Linked DNA regions of Mus musculus: region 2 is linked to region 1. The links are chromatin contacts, called in public Hi-C maps. All regions are on one chromosome and are shown on one strand. The core of a region is the stretch at or near the end of the contact, and the rest is flanking DNA. Distances in the headings are between cores, read along the strand shown. Region 1 holds the start of Bspry (B-box and SPRY domain containing). Region 2 overlaps Akna (AT-hook transcription factor).

Region 1 (5,957 bases), core at 2,020-4,519:
GCTCACAACCACCTGTAATGGGATCTGACTCCCTCTTCCGGTGACAGTGTACTAGCAAATATAAAATAAATAAATCTTAAAAAAAGAAAGAAAGAAAGAAAGAACCCATGTAGAAGTCCCTAGGGAATTTCATAATCCTAGGGATGCACACAAAAAAATTCCATATTGAAAGATTTAAGTATGGGGCTGGAGGGATGGCTTGGTGGTTAAGAGCACTTGTTGATCTTGCAGAAGATCTGGGTTTGTTTCCCAGTACCCACACAGTGGCTCACAGCAATCTATAACTCCAGTTCTAAGTGATGCAATGCCCCCTTCTGGTTTCTGAGGGTGCCAGGTATATACATGGCCCACATACATACAAGCAAATCAATCATACACATAAAACAAATAAATCTAAACTTTTTGTGTAAAGAAAGGTACTAATCTTTTTTACGTTCTAATCTGAAGCTCCCGAGAATACTGCTTTCTAGTCTGTAGCCTGTGTAGTAGGAGAGTCACCCACCTCCACCAGTGCCACAATGGGGCTATAAGTTAGGAAAGGGATCTTAGGCTGTCCTAGACCTGGGCGAGGCTCTTATCCTAGGAGGAGGCACTTTGTGGAGAAGAGGGGAAGAATTACCACTGCTTTCTGGTTCTTCCCCTGCAGGACCTCGGCCATATACTTGGAGATGCCAGCACTCTGTAACTGCAGCCTCTCACACTGGTCCACAATCTTGTTCTGCAACACAGATGACAGCACAGCATCTTTATTCATGCAAATGGGCCGCTCGATCACTGAGTGGCTTTTCCTTTTTTACCCTGTCCTTAATCACACACTCCTACGGTCCAAACCCAGATATCATCATTATCAAAACCAATACTACCCGCAAAACTTTATGTCCAGGATCCCACATATTCCTATCATGTCTTTTCCTTCTAGATCACTAATGCTGGACTCCCCATTCCAGTAACTCATTCAGAGCCATCAAGACACTTGAGTTTTAACTAGGTGCTGGTGGCATACACCTTTAATCCCAGCATTTAAGAGGCAGAGCCAGACAGATCTCTGTGAGTTCGAGGCCATCCTGGTCTACAGAGTGAGTTCTGGGATAGCCAAGGCTACACAGAGAACACCTATTTCAAAGATACTTGGGTCTTGATGGGTTTGTCCCCAATTCCCTTCCTCCTCTCTCTTCTCCTCACTTCACCATTGACTACTTCCACTTCTGTTATTTTATCCAGATGGTCACCACCTCAGAGGAATCCTGTCTAAACCCAAAATTGGGCTTCCTTTGTCAACCTTCAGGCCTCCCATTATCACTCTGTAGACCCCAGGCTGGCCTCAAACTCAGAAATCCTCCTGCCTCTGCCTCCCAAGTCCAATCACACACTCTTATTCTGTAGTATGGATTAATACTCTAGTGCATGTATACACGTGCATATGTTTACATTTTCCTTATCCATTCATCACTAATGGGTACCTAGGCTGGATCCTACCTTGAGCCTGGCTTCTAACTAGCTTCAAGGCATGAATCCAGAAGCTAAGAGCAGTTGAACTAGTCCTATTTTGTCCAGGTCAGTAATGATTATGCTCCAGAGACAATCTCTCTACAGGATGGAGGGATAGGAGGAGGATGCTGGAAGCATTGTAAACTCTAGGGCTGGACATGCAGCTCAGTGATCTAAAATACATGAGGCTCTGGTTAAACACAGCATCAAAAACAAAACAAAACAAAACAACCCAAAACTCTAAAGTAAAAAGAAAGATGGCAAGACTCACTTCCCTTACACCAAGGCTGGGTGTAAGGTGTTAGGGTAGCTCAGGGAAGGCACCCGGGGCAGAGTACCAAGCTTGCTCTCCTGCCCTGGCCTTCACCCCTCTCACCACTCATACAGGCATGAAGGCTACTTTCAAGGTTTTCCATGAGGTCACTTCCTCTTCATAACCACTGAGATCAAAAAGTGGTTTCCTCTTGCCCGGTCAATGAATCTCCCCCTCTTAAACCCTGACTATTAAGAGTTACCATCCTCCTGTGGGCCCTTTTCCTCGTCTGAAAAACCTTAGTTAGAACCCACGCTTCAGCCTGGATGGAACTCGATGATAAGTATCTAAGTCCTTAGGAATTTGTAAAAGCCTTACCCATGATGCAAGCTGATTTATATCAACTTTTCTCAAGTCTATTTTCACCATCCCTGAGTAACTGAACTCCACCGGCCCCAGTTTCCAGGGAGGTGTGTTTATTACAATCTGGTTTGAGTAGGTGATGTCCCCAGCGACAGCTCTCAGTGCACAGCAGGGCTCGGTGCCAGGGTGGGGTTGGGAGAATTAAGCCATTTAATCAAATTGCAAGGAGTTCCCCAGGGGCCTCAGCTAAAATGAAAGGAAGACGACGGCTGCACCAAGGTGACTTGGCCTCCAATCTCAGCAGCTCAGGGAAAAGGATCAGGGTGTAACTGGAAAATGACCAGCCTAGAGCCACACTGAACCAAGAGATGAGGAGACCTTAGGAGATAGAGTGCCCTGCTATTCTTCCACCCTATCCATCACTTCAATTACAGTCTGGCCAGGTTGGAAGGGAACTGGATCCCTCACCAGGAAACCTGAAAGGGGGGAGAGGGTGACTCTAAGTCAAGAGGTTAGGGGGGGACTAAGTTTTTACGAGGTCAGCTATAACAATCACGTGGTGTTATGAATGCCTAGAAACTACTGGTGAGAGACACCAAGCTTGGATCAGTGACTCACAGGGAGGGGGCAGGATTCAAACTCCGATCCAGTTTACTCCAGAGGTCACACCTTTAACCACCTCCTTCTGCAAGGGAAGCCACAGAAAAGCCACTATCCCCCACCCACCCACCCCGGTCCCTGGTCCCTGCCAGTTCCCCCGCCCCAAGAAAGTTCCCGGCCCCACGCCCGCTTACTCTCAGCTCCTCCGCGTGCTCCTCCGCTCGACGGATGCGGTGCCGGTGACAGCGGCCGCCAAACCCGGCGCAGGTGGCGCATACCGGCCGTCGCTCCGAGAGGCAGAACCAGCTCAGAGGCTCGAAGTGCTCGGGGCACAACTGGCTCCGCTCGGACCCCTGCTTCGGTCCCCTCCTCAGTCCGGATCGCGGCCCCGGCTCCGGCCCGGACTCGGGTCTGGGCTCCGGTCCCGGTCCCGGCTTCGGCCGGGACTCCGGTCGGGACTCCGGTCCGGGCTCCGGTCCCGGCTCCGGCTCCGGCCCGGACTCGGACCCGGACTCCGTCCCGGAGACATCCGCGGACATGGCCGAGAGCCGGAGGCCGCGCGCTCCACCTGTCGCAGGTACCGAGGGCGTGGCCCTTCCAGGCCCCGCCCTCTCTGGCTTCGCCCCTCCCAGGCTGCGCCCGCGCGCTGACCCACACCACACTGGTTCCGCCTGCATCTGTAGGCTGTGGTTCTTTATAGGATTAAGTTGTGTTGTGTCAGAGTTTTAAAAACAAACAGCTGGGAGCTGGAGAGATGGCTCAGCGGTTAAGAGCGCCGACTGCTCTTCCGGAGGTCCCGAGTTCAAATCCCAGCAACCACATGGTGGCGCACAACCACCCGTAACGAAATCTGATGCCCTCTTCTGGTGTGTCTGAAGATAGCTACAGTGTATTTACATACATTAAATAAATGGATAAATCTTAAAAAGAAAAGAAATACCTCAAGATACGTGATGTGTTTGATTTAAAAAAAACAAAAAACAAAAAAAAAAACAACTGACATTCTAGTGCCTATACGAATCTTTAGTAAGCAGTTACGAAGTGTCAGATTTTTTGCTAAATGCATTAACAGCGTGTTTGAGGGGCAGCTTTAGGCATGTGTCTTAAATACAGGCTCATTTCTCAGCTGTGCTTGACTGTTAAAGGGGGTTGAGGCGATCTCACTCTCATACTTGGGTTGAGGAGTATATAAATGAAAGCACATGAAATGAGTCAGTTATGGTGACACAAATCTGTAATCCCAACACTTGGGAGATAGAAGTGGGAAGATCAGGAGTTCAAGGTCATCCTCAAACATATAAGGTTCGAGGCCAGCTGGGTTACGTAAGACTTTGTCTCAAAGACACATTAAAAAAACAAAACAAACAAATAAAACAAACAAACAAACAAACAAAACACAAAAAACCAAGCTGTGAGTGGTGGCATGTGCCTTTAATCCAAGCACTCAAGAGCCAGTAGCTGGGCTGGAGAGATGGCTCAGCGGTTAAGAGCACTGACTGCTCTTCCGAAGGTCCCAAGTTCAAATCCTAGCAACTACATGGTGGCTCACAACCATCTGTAATGAGATCTGACACCCTCGTCTGGTGTGTCTGAAGACAGCTACAGTGAACTTACATATAATAAATAAGTCTTTAAAAAAAAAAAGAGGCAGAAGCTGATGGATTTCTGTGAGTTAGAGGCAGCCTGGTTTTACATAGCGAGTTCCAGGCCACCAGGACAGCCAGAGCTACAGAGGGAGATAGTCTTAAAACAAAACAAAGCAAAAAAGAAAAGTTATGAACAGTGTCAGGCACACAGCAGCTGCTCAGTGCTAACAGCAAAAGGAAAAACACTTATGACAATTTTTATCACATTTATTTATTTAGAGAGAGAATATTTGAATACTTTGGAAGTGTATGTACCACAGTGCATTCGTAAACCAGAGGACAGCTTGCAGGAATAGGATCCCTCCTTCCATGTAGGTTTTGGAAGTTGGACCTAGGTCACCAGACTTGGCAGCAAGCGCCTTCACTCTCTAAGTAACCCCATGCCTGATTACTATTTTATGGAAATTAAGTAACGTGTGGAGTCTCAGTTGCTGATTGATGGCAATGATACCAAAACCCAAGCAGTTTAACTTCTGGTTACCTGGATGAGTAATTTTTAAGTTACAACGTATTGAGAAGCATTGAAAGGGCTGATTTTCCAAGTAGTGTATTTGCATTCAAATTTCCTGAATTTGATTATTTGGGCTTTTTCTTTTTTAAATTGACATTGATGAAAAAGTAACTTTGAAGACAATGGGATATGCAAATAAGCACAAAATACCAAAATACCCATTTCAAGAACAACTAACTTCTGAGGCTCTTTCTGCCTCTTTGATGAATCAAACTGAACCCAGAAGGAGCCTTCTGCAGGTCATGCAGCCTGGTATTCCTGATATGTGGGGAAAACTGCTCCTAGCCCAAAGTTGGCCTCTTGGGGGCTTGCATATCTCTACACTGGAAACCCTCAAAGCCACTACTACATAAAGAGGATAAAACTTTTCCTTTGTAGTCTTGGCTTAGCCCCCAGATTTGAGTGCAGCCAAAAGCCCTGAAGCCACTCAGAGTCGTACTGAGTGGAGCCATCCTTCCAGTATGGACACGAGGCCACTCAAACACACAATGCTCTATGCCAGGTGACATAGGAATGTAGGGTTGTTGGTTATACAGCTCCTGGTTGTAGGTCTTGGTCAGATTGCCTGATTCCTCTGGTCTCCCTTTTCTCCTCAATTCAGTAAAGTAACAGCATATCTCACTTAGAGGCCTGCCTCAACAATTAAATGCAGTCTTATCAGTGAAGTGCTTAGTTTGGGGGTTTAACATGTACCAGGCACAAGAAATGCCTTTATTACACACAAGGACCTGAAATGTACTCGTAGCAAATTACGTGCGGTTCTTAGAGGGGTGGGTACTGTGATCCTGACATCAAAAGAAAAAAAAAAAAAAAAAGGAAAAGGGAAAAAAACCAAAACTGGTCTAGCAAGCTGGAGAGATGGTTCAGTAGTTAAGAAGGCATTCTGTTCTTGCAGAGGATCTGAGTTCTGTTCCGAACACACAACTACATGTAGCTCCAGCTCTCGGGAGTCCAGCGACCTCAGCAATCACCTGTGCTCAATGAGCACATGCCCATGGGGAAACACATGGACAAAATACATCTTAAAAATAAGTAAATAAAAGTTCTTTTTAAAAAAATGCAGTCCTGTGTATTCCAGGGCAGATACTTCAAAGTA
Region 2 (5,957 bases), core at 2,023-4,522, 910 kb before region 1:
GCCCAGCAGTCAGCTTTGAGTGTCTACCTAAGTTCTCCACCTTACTTGTGTTTTTGGACACAAGATTTCCCTCTGACCTGGTACACACCAGTTCTGCTAGGCTGGCTGCCCAGAATTCCAGAGATTTACCTGGCTCTGCCCCCCCCCCCAAACGTGTGCCACCACACCTGGCAATTCCACCTGGGTTTCGGGAATCGAACACAGATCCTCACGCATATGTGGCCAGGAGTGACTGCATCTTTTCTCTATAGGAGGACTATCACAAGCTCCTCACCAAGTATGCGGAGGCTGAGAACACTATCGACCAACTTCGCCTTGGGGCCAAGGTAATGATTGCCTGGAGCAGACTGAGCTGTGTGGATGGAGCCAAGAGCTGGGGAGGGGGCTTCAGGGAGGGGGTGGCGATTCTTAGAGAGATGGCCGACCCCAGAGTCTTAGAGAAAGATCACCGGCTCTGGGATCCTGAGGCTGTGTACTGGAGAATCCGTAGTCCTTGAATCACCACCAGGCCTCTCTCTGACCTTGGGCTATCTCTCTCACTGTTTGATGTCTTTGAGTGATGGAGCCTGGGGTACTAAAGAATGTCACCAGATGTTGTCTCCTTTTCTGTGCCTGGGGGCTGGGGGTATGACTACCGAGGTTGACTCCTGATCTCATTCTAGCCAGCTGGGTGACTTTCAGGCTGTAGCGCAGACTTTCTGCTCAATCTTTCTTTGGTGTCCCCTTTTTCCAGTGTCTTACTTTCACCTTTCTCCAGTGTCTCCCTCAAAACCTCCTCCTCTTATCCAACTGGAACTGAGCACCCCGTGTAGGACAGCCCCGTGTGGCACCGAAGGGATCAGCTCATCCACTCAGAACTGGGTAGCATAGCCCTCCACCAAGACCTGTCTCCAGAGGAGGCTGAGAACCCTGAATGGGGCGAGGCAGGAAGTGAGCCAATCAGCCCCTGGCACTTCCTGCTTTCCTCAGACCCTTGTTTGCTCAAACAGGCTGCAGAGAGGAGGCAGGACAGCTGCTGAATAAAGATGTACCTCCCTTCCCCCAGCTCTGGTTGTCCCCCTAGAAAGAGGACACCCCACCTTTCTGCAGAGTGCTTCCCACTCCGAGGTCCCCCGGTCATGTGCTGACCTCATGCCTTCAGCCACTTTTGGGGAACACGGGTGTAGTCTATCCTAGCAAGAAGTTGAAAAGGGCCTGCCTGTCTCCATGCCTGTGGCCCTGCCAGGTGCAGGCAGGACCCTTCCCACATGGTCTTCTAGACACATCTATTGGGTTACATCTGTGGGGCTGTGAGCAGACCTTTTGGAAGACAATAACTCCCACTGATGTCTTTAGGTGACCCAGAGCTCCGAGCATTGAGAGGGAGTCTGAGGACAGGCCTGGGGAGAGCTGCAGAGAGGGCTCCCAGGATAAACTGTAGGAGATGCTGGATGGTTCAGCCTCCCTCTGCTGCTCTCTGAAATGATAACTCTTTGGCCCAAGAAAAGAGTGAGTTCTGTTCGAGTGATTGCACTGAAAATGGCCCATAATTCCCTCCACCCCAGCCTCATTGCCATTTTGGGAGTAACTGGGGCACAGCTCAGGGTCCCAACTTGCAGGGGAGAACAGGGGATCAGGGCCCACAGATGCTTCAATTTCTGAGTTCCATGTTCTCTACCAGAAGATGTTCTCCACAAAGTCCACCTGAACGGACCTGAATTAGGAGAAACCTGAATGAGAGGTTCTGGATCCCATCGGCTTCCTGTCTCTCACAGGGATCTTTGAACATGACTTCTCTAGCACCTGCTGAGGCTCTGGCCAGAGCCCAGAACAATGTAGGGGGCAGGGCTGGGCCCACCCAAGAGGGAACCAGGCTGGAATACACCCTCTGTGGTGGGGAACTGGGAACCACAGTCCGATGGAACTGAGACCAACATCAGCTGAACCAGAATCCAGTCCCAGACTAAGGGTGTCCCCTCCACTTGCAGACAAAAGGCTAAGCTGTGAGTGTCCTAGAGCAAGTGTGAGACACAAAGGTGGCACGTCCCCGTGGATCTGTCTGTTCTTTGCAGATGGTATAGTTTCCTCAGGTCTGGGATCCCTAGATCTGGTCCAGCATGGTGTGTGGGACAAGCCTACAGACAGGCAGGCCATGGTGATAGGAGAATATCCACTGGTGATTCTGTTAACTGCTATCCTAAGTCATTTACAACTGGGCACAGAGATAACCTCTCTGTCACATAAAACCTAGCAGGGTCACACAAGGTAGAGGTGCCCGAGCTAGGTTTTGACCCTGAACACTGGCTGCAGGGCCCATGGCTCACTTACTCTGACAAAGCCAAGCCAGCAACGCTCACCGAATCTGCAGCCAGAAAAACTGCCAGGGAAGGCCGAGCTTAGATCTAGGAGCGTCTAGGAACCACACAGTCTGGGGAGCATGGGCTAGGGGACCAGGACTAATTAGGAGTCATGGGTGGGCTTTACTCTGTGTGCTGACTCTAGAATCTGTGGTGATGTCACCACTCGCTGTCCTATTGCGACTTCCTCCCAGCTCCTGTCTCGGCTTTAGGGGGATGTGAAACCGGTGAGGAGACAGAAGCCACCCTTAAAGGAATTGGGGATGATGTCAGCACCTTTCGTGAAGTGTGTTCTGCTGCCACTCTGGAGCAGAAGCTCCTGATGGGGTTCAGTGTATATGGGGGGGGGGGGGCGAGGGCGGCTGTGTTTTCTTCCCACCCCTTTTGCCCCATTCATAGAGCTCATTACCATTTTAAAGGCTTGAGACCCCATCTGTGCCCAGAATACTCATAGGTTTAACCCCATGTTTCCCAAACTCGCTGGTCCACCCTGCACAGAGTCCCTAGGGCTTCTGAGTGTCACTGCATGGCAGTGTCACTGTCTGTCCAGAATGGCAGGTCATGGCAGGCACAGGCCCTACGGCTCAGCAGTTGCTAAGTGCCCTCCCTACTCCCTACTTCCTCTGGATGGCCAGGGCCTCACAGTCCTGGGGCTCTGTCTCCCTCGTTTCCATCCTCTGTATCTGGAAGCTGCCAGGTTCCTGCTGCTCCTCAGGTGGGGCCTTGGCACAGTGGGCGGGGAACACAAGAGGGCAGGGCCACCCCTGGGATTTGGGTCACCTCAGGAAGAAAAGGGTGTTGATAGGCAGGCCCCCACAGGCGAAGCTGAGCAGATGGCCCAGAGGATTATGAAAATCCAGCTTTGTTCTCAGCTAGGGAGGCTCAGGCAGGGGGAGGCAGTGTCACCAAATTACACTTGAGACAGCCAGGCTTCAAAGAACAGCTTATGCAAAGGGGCTTCCTGTCTGAAGGCTGTGGAACTCCTAAGTCAGGCCTATCTTCAGCTGCTTAGTCCCGATCATGGGGTGGCAGAGAGCAGTCAGGATAGCCCACCTGAGCTCTTAAATGGGTAGTAAGGCATCATAGGAGTGTATCTTTTTTACTGGTCCACTTTCACGGTGGCCATATTCACATAAGGATAGGGAGGATGTTGAAGATACAGGGATGATGGTTAAGGTTACGGTAATGGTGAAGACTATGATGGTGCTGATGGGAGTGATGTGGTGATGGTACTATTGGTGTTGCGCTGACGACAGGGAGGATGGTGATGGTGGAGATGCTGGTGACTGTATTAGTTACTCTCTTATTGCTATGATAAGATACCATGACCAGCCAACATACAGAAGGAGGGAGTTAGGTGGGTTTATGGCTCAAGGGTCCATCACCATCACGGTGGAGAAGCACAGTTGGCAGTCTGAACAGCAAGCTGAGCGCTCACAGCATAAACTACAAGCAGAAAGCAGAGGGAGCAAACTGAGACTTGCGTGTGGCACTCGAAGCCTCAGCGCTCGCTCACCCCAGTGATACACTTCCTTCAGCAAGGCCACATCGCCTAGTCCTACCCCCCCCCCCCCCACCAAAATGCCACCAGCTGGGACCAAGTATTCAAATTCCAAAGCTATTGGGGACAGTCTCTTCCAGACGATCACAGTTCACAGTGCCAGGTGAGAGCTACCATTTACTTACACTGACTTCATGCACGGTGATGCCAACTGTGCCATCCACTCCAGAACTGAGGTGTATCATGACGGAGCCTGAGTCGGTGCCTGGCCTCTGACTTTGGAGCACACATTAAGCCAAGCAAGCCAGACTGAGTATTTTCAGCTGTGGTTTCCACAACCTCTGTCAGGGCCGGCCCAGCTTGGCTGCTACGGTGTGAAAGCTGCCATTGGTGGCACACGATGGCAGATGTGCCTGCAGCCAGGGAGCCCCTGGATACAAAAGCAGACCCTGGCTCCCCATCTGTGTTCACACCCCTGCTTGGAACCAGGATTCCCTCCTGCTGAGCTCCAGTGTATCCCCCCCCCCCATCAGCTGCCCCCCTCCCTACACACTTCCCACACCATCTTCAAGGTCAGAGCACAACTAGAAGGCTCTGTTTGTGCACGTAACATCTCCTTCCTTCATTCAGACAGCCATCTACTATTTACTGTTTATCATTATCAATGTAGTTATTATTGGAAATATTTCATTAAAACGTTAATGATTATCATATATGTGTTACACACATATAATAACCATCACTAGTAACCATTATTGTTACCAGTGTAAGAGCTAGCTGGTGATCTCTTGTGGCACTTAACTTCTGGGAGTCTAGGGCTCGTAGGGGCTCACAGAGACTGAAGCGTCAATCTCGGAGCCCGCATGGGCCTGTGCTAGGTCCTCTGCATATATGTTATGGTTGCTTAGCTTGGGTTTTTTGTGGGGCTCCTAAAAGTGGGAGTGGGGGGTGTCTCTTACTGTTTTGCCTGCTCTTGGGACCCCTTTTCTCTTACTGGGTTGCCTCGCCAGCCTTGATATGAGAGTTTGTTCCTTGTATTATTGTAACTGGTTAAGCTGTGTTCCATTGATATCTCTGTGAGGCCTGCTCTTTTCTGAAGGGACACGGAGGAGCAGTGGATCTGTGCGGGAGGGGAACTGGGGGGAGGAACTGGGAGGAGTGAGGGAGGGAAGGCTGCTGTCAGGATATATCGTAGGAGAGACGAATTTACAAAAAGAAAAACAGGGAAAGTCATCCCTACCTGCCTCGTTTTCAGGACCTCTGGAAAGACAATAGGAGGCGGCTTTTAAGTCCTCCGCCCAGTGTAGGACCCACTGAAAAGTGGTGTTCGTGATTCCCAGGCTAAGGATGGGGCTCCTGTGTGGTGGAAGGAGGAAGGAGGAAGCCTGGATAACAGATGCGCTGTGGCCTCTTTGCAGTGAGCTCGCCCTGTCTGACTCCTTCCCTCCCTGCCTCCCTCTTCCTCAGGTGCACCTGTATTCAGACCCACCACAGCCCAGTCAGAGCTTCTGCTCGGGGTCAATGCCACAAGGAAGCAAGGTCTTATCCTTCTCTATCCCGCAACCCAGAGTAGCAGAGTGGTGGCCTGACCCTGCCCAGGATCCACAGGCCTCTGAGGCCACAGGTGAGTTGGGGAAGGAGCCAGGGCTTTTAAGCATCCCCCTGCTCATGGAGGGAGAACCTTAGGTCCACCCTGGGGACCATCCAGGGAGAGCCTTGGCTCAGCCACCTGGCCTGTTGGTTCTGTGGCGTGAGCAGTGTTCTCCCTGAGCCCATTGTAGACCCTGAAATGGACACATATGGCCCCAGTTAGTCCTCACACGGAGCTGGTGAGCAACACAAGATTTATAACACCAGCTTTTATAGTCCCGGGATAGTTGGAAGACTTGGGGCTCAGAGAGGCAAAGGTATACTGGGGTCACATAGCTTGGAAAGGAAAGGGCGAGGATTTGAACCTGCTTTTCCATGAATTCGAGCCTGTACTTACAACTGAGTCCATCAATCCCCCAGGCCTGACACCATCCCCTTACAGCTTTGATCTAGGCTAGACCCATACCTCATTTACTCTGGTAGGGGAGCAGCAGCATAGTGGCCAGCCCTCTCCCTACTACTGTGAAGGT

The links. A called contact is a pair of places that touch in the nucleus more often than the background predicts.
Region 2: a contact with region 1 is called in a Hi-C map of CD8 T cells, with 6 times the contacts expected there. The contact joins the enhancer-like site here to the promoter of Bspry in region 1. A contact is called at or near these places in 1 of 39 promoter capture datasets (pre-B cells), 2 of 484 Hi-C or Micro-C datasets (CD4 T cells and CD8 T cells) and 1 of 115 datasets of contacts at active chromatin or transcription factors (microglia).

The regions. Positions count from the first base shown.
Region 1 is chr4:62,477,379-62,483,335 of GRCm38.p6, reverse strand. Bspry (B-box and SPRY domain containing) reads right to left here and starts at 3,269. Exons shown (of 7, transcript NM_138653.1): 1 at 2,899-3,269; 2 at 620-718. The coding sequence starts at 3,243.
Region 2 is chr4:63,386,501-63,392,457 of GRCm38.p6, reverse strand. It overlaps Akna (AT-hook transcription factor), which reads left to right. Exons shown (of 22, transcript NM_001045514.3): 4 at 252-326; 5 at 5,305-5,461. It overlaps Aknaos (a long non-coding RNA gene), which reads right to left. Exons shown (of 4, transcript XR_003955426.1): 2 at 5,078-5,957; 3 at 4,023-4,267; 4 at 1-3,782. Among named protein-coding and RNA genes, the nearest start is that of Gm52742, 5.8 kb to the left of the region's middle. Within about 2 kb of position 3,272, at least 122 of the 459 cell types and tissues checked have an H3K27ac peak or open chromatin away from gene starts, as enhancers often do. A contact at or near this core is called in CD8 T cells and microglia, where this site is marked.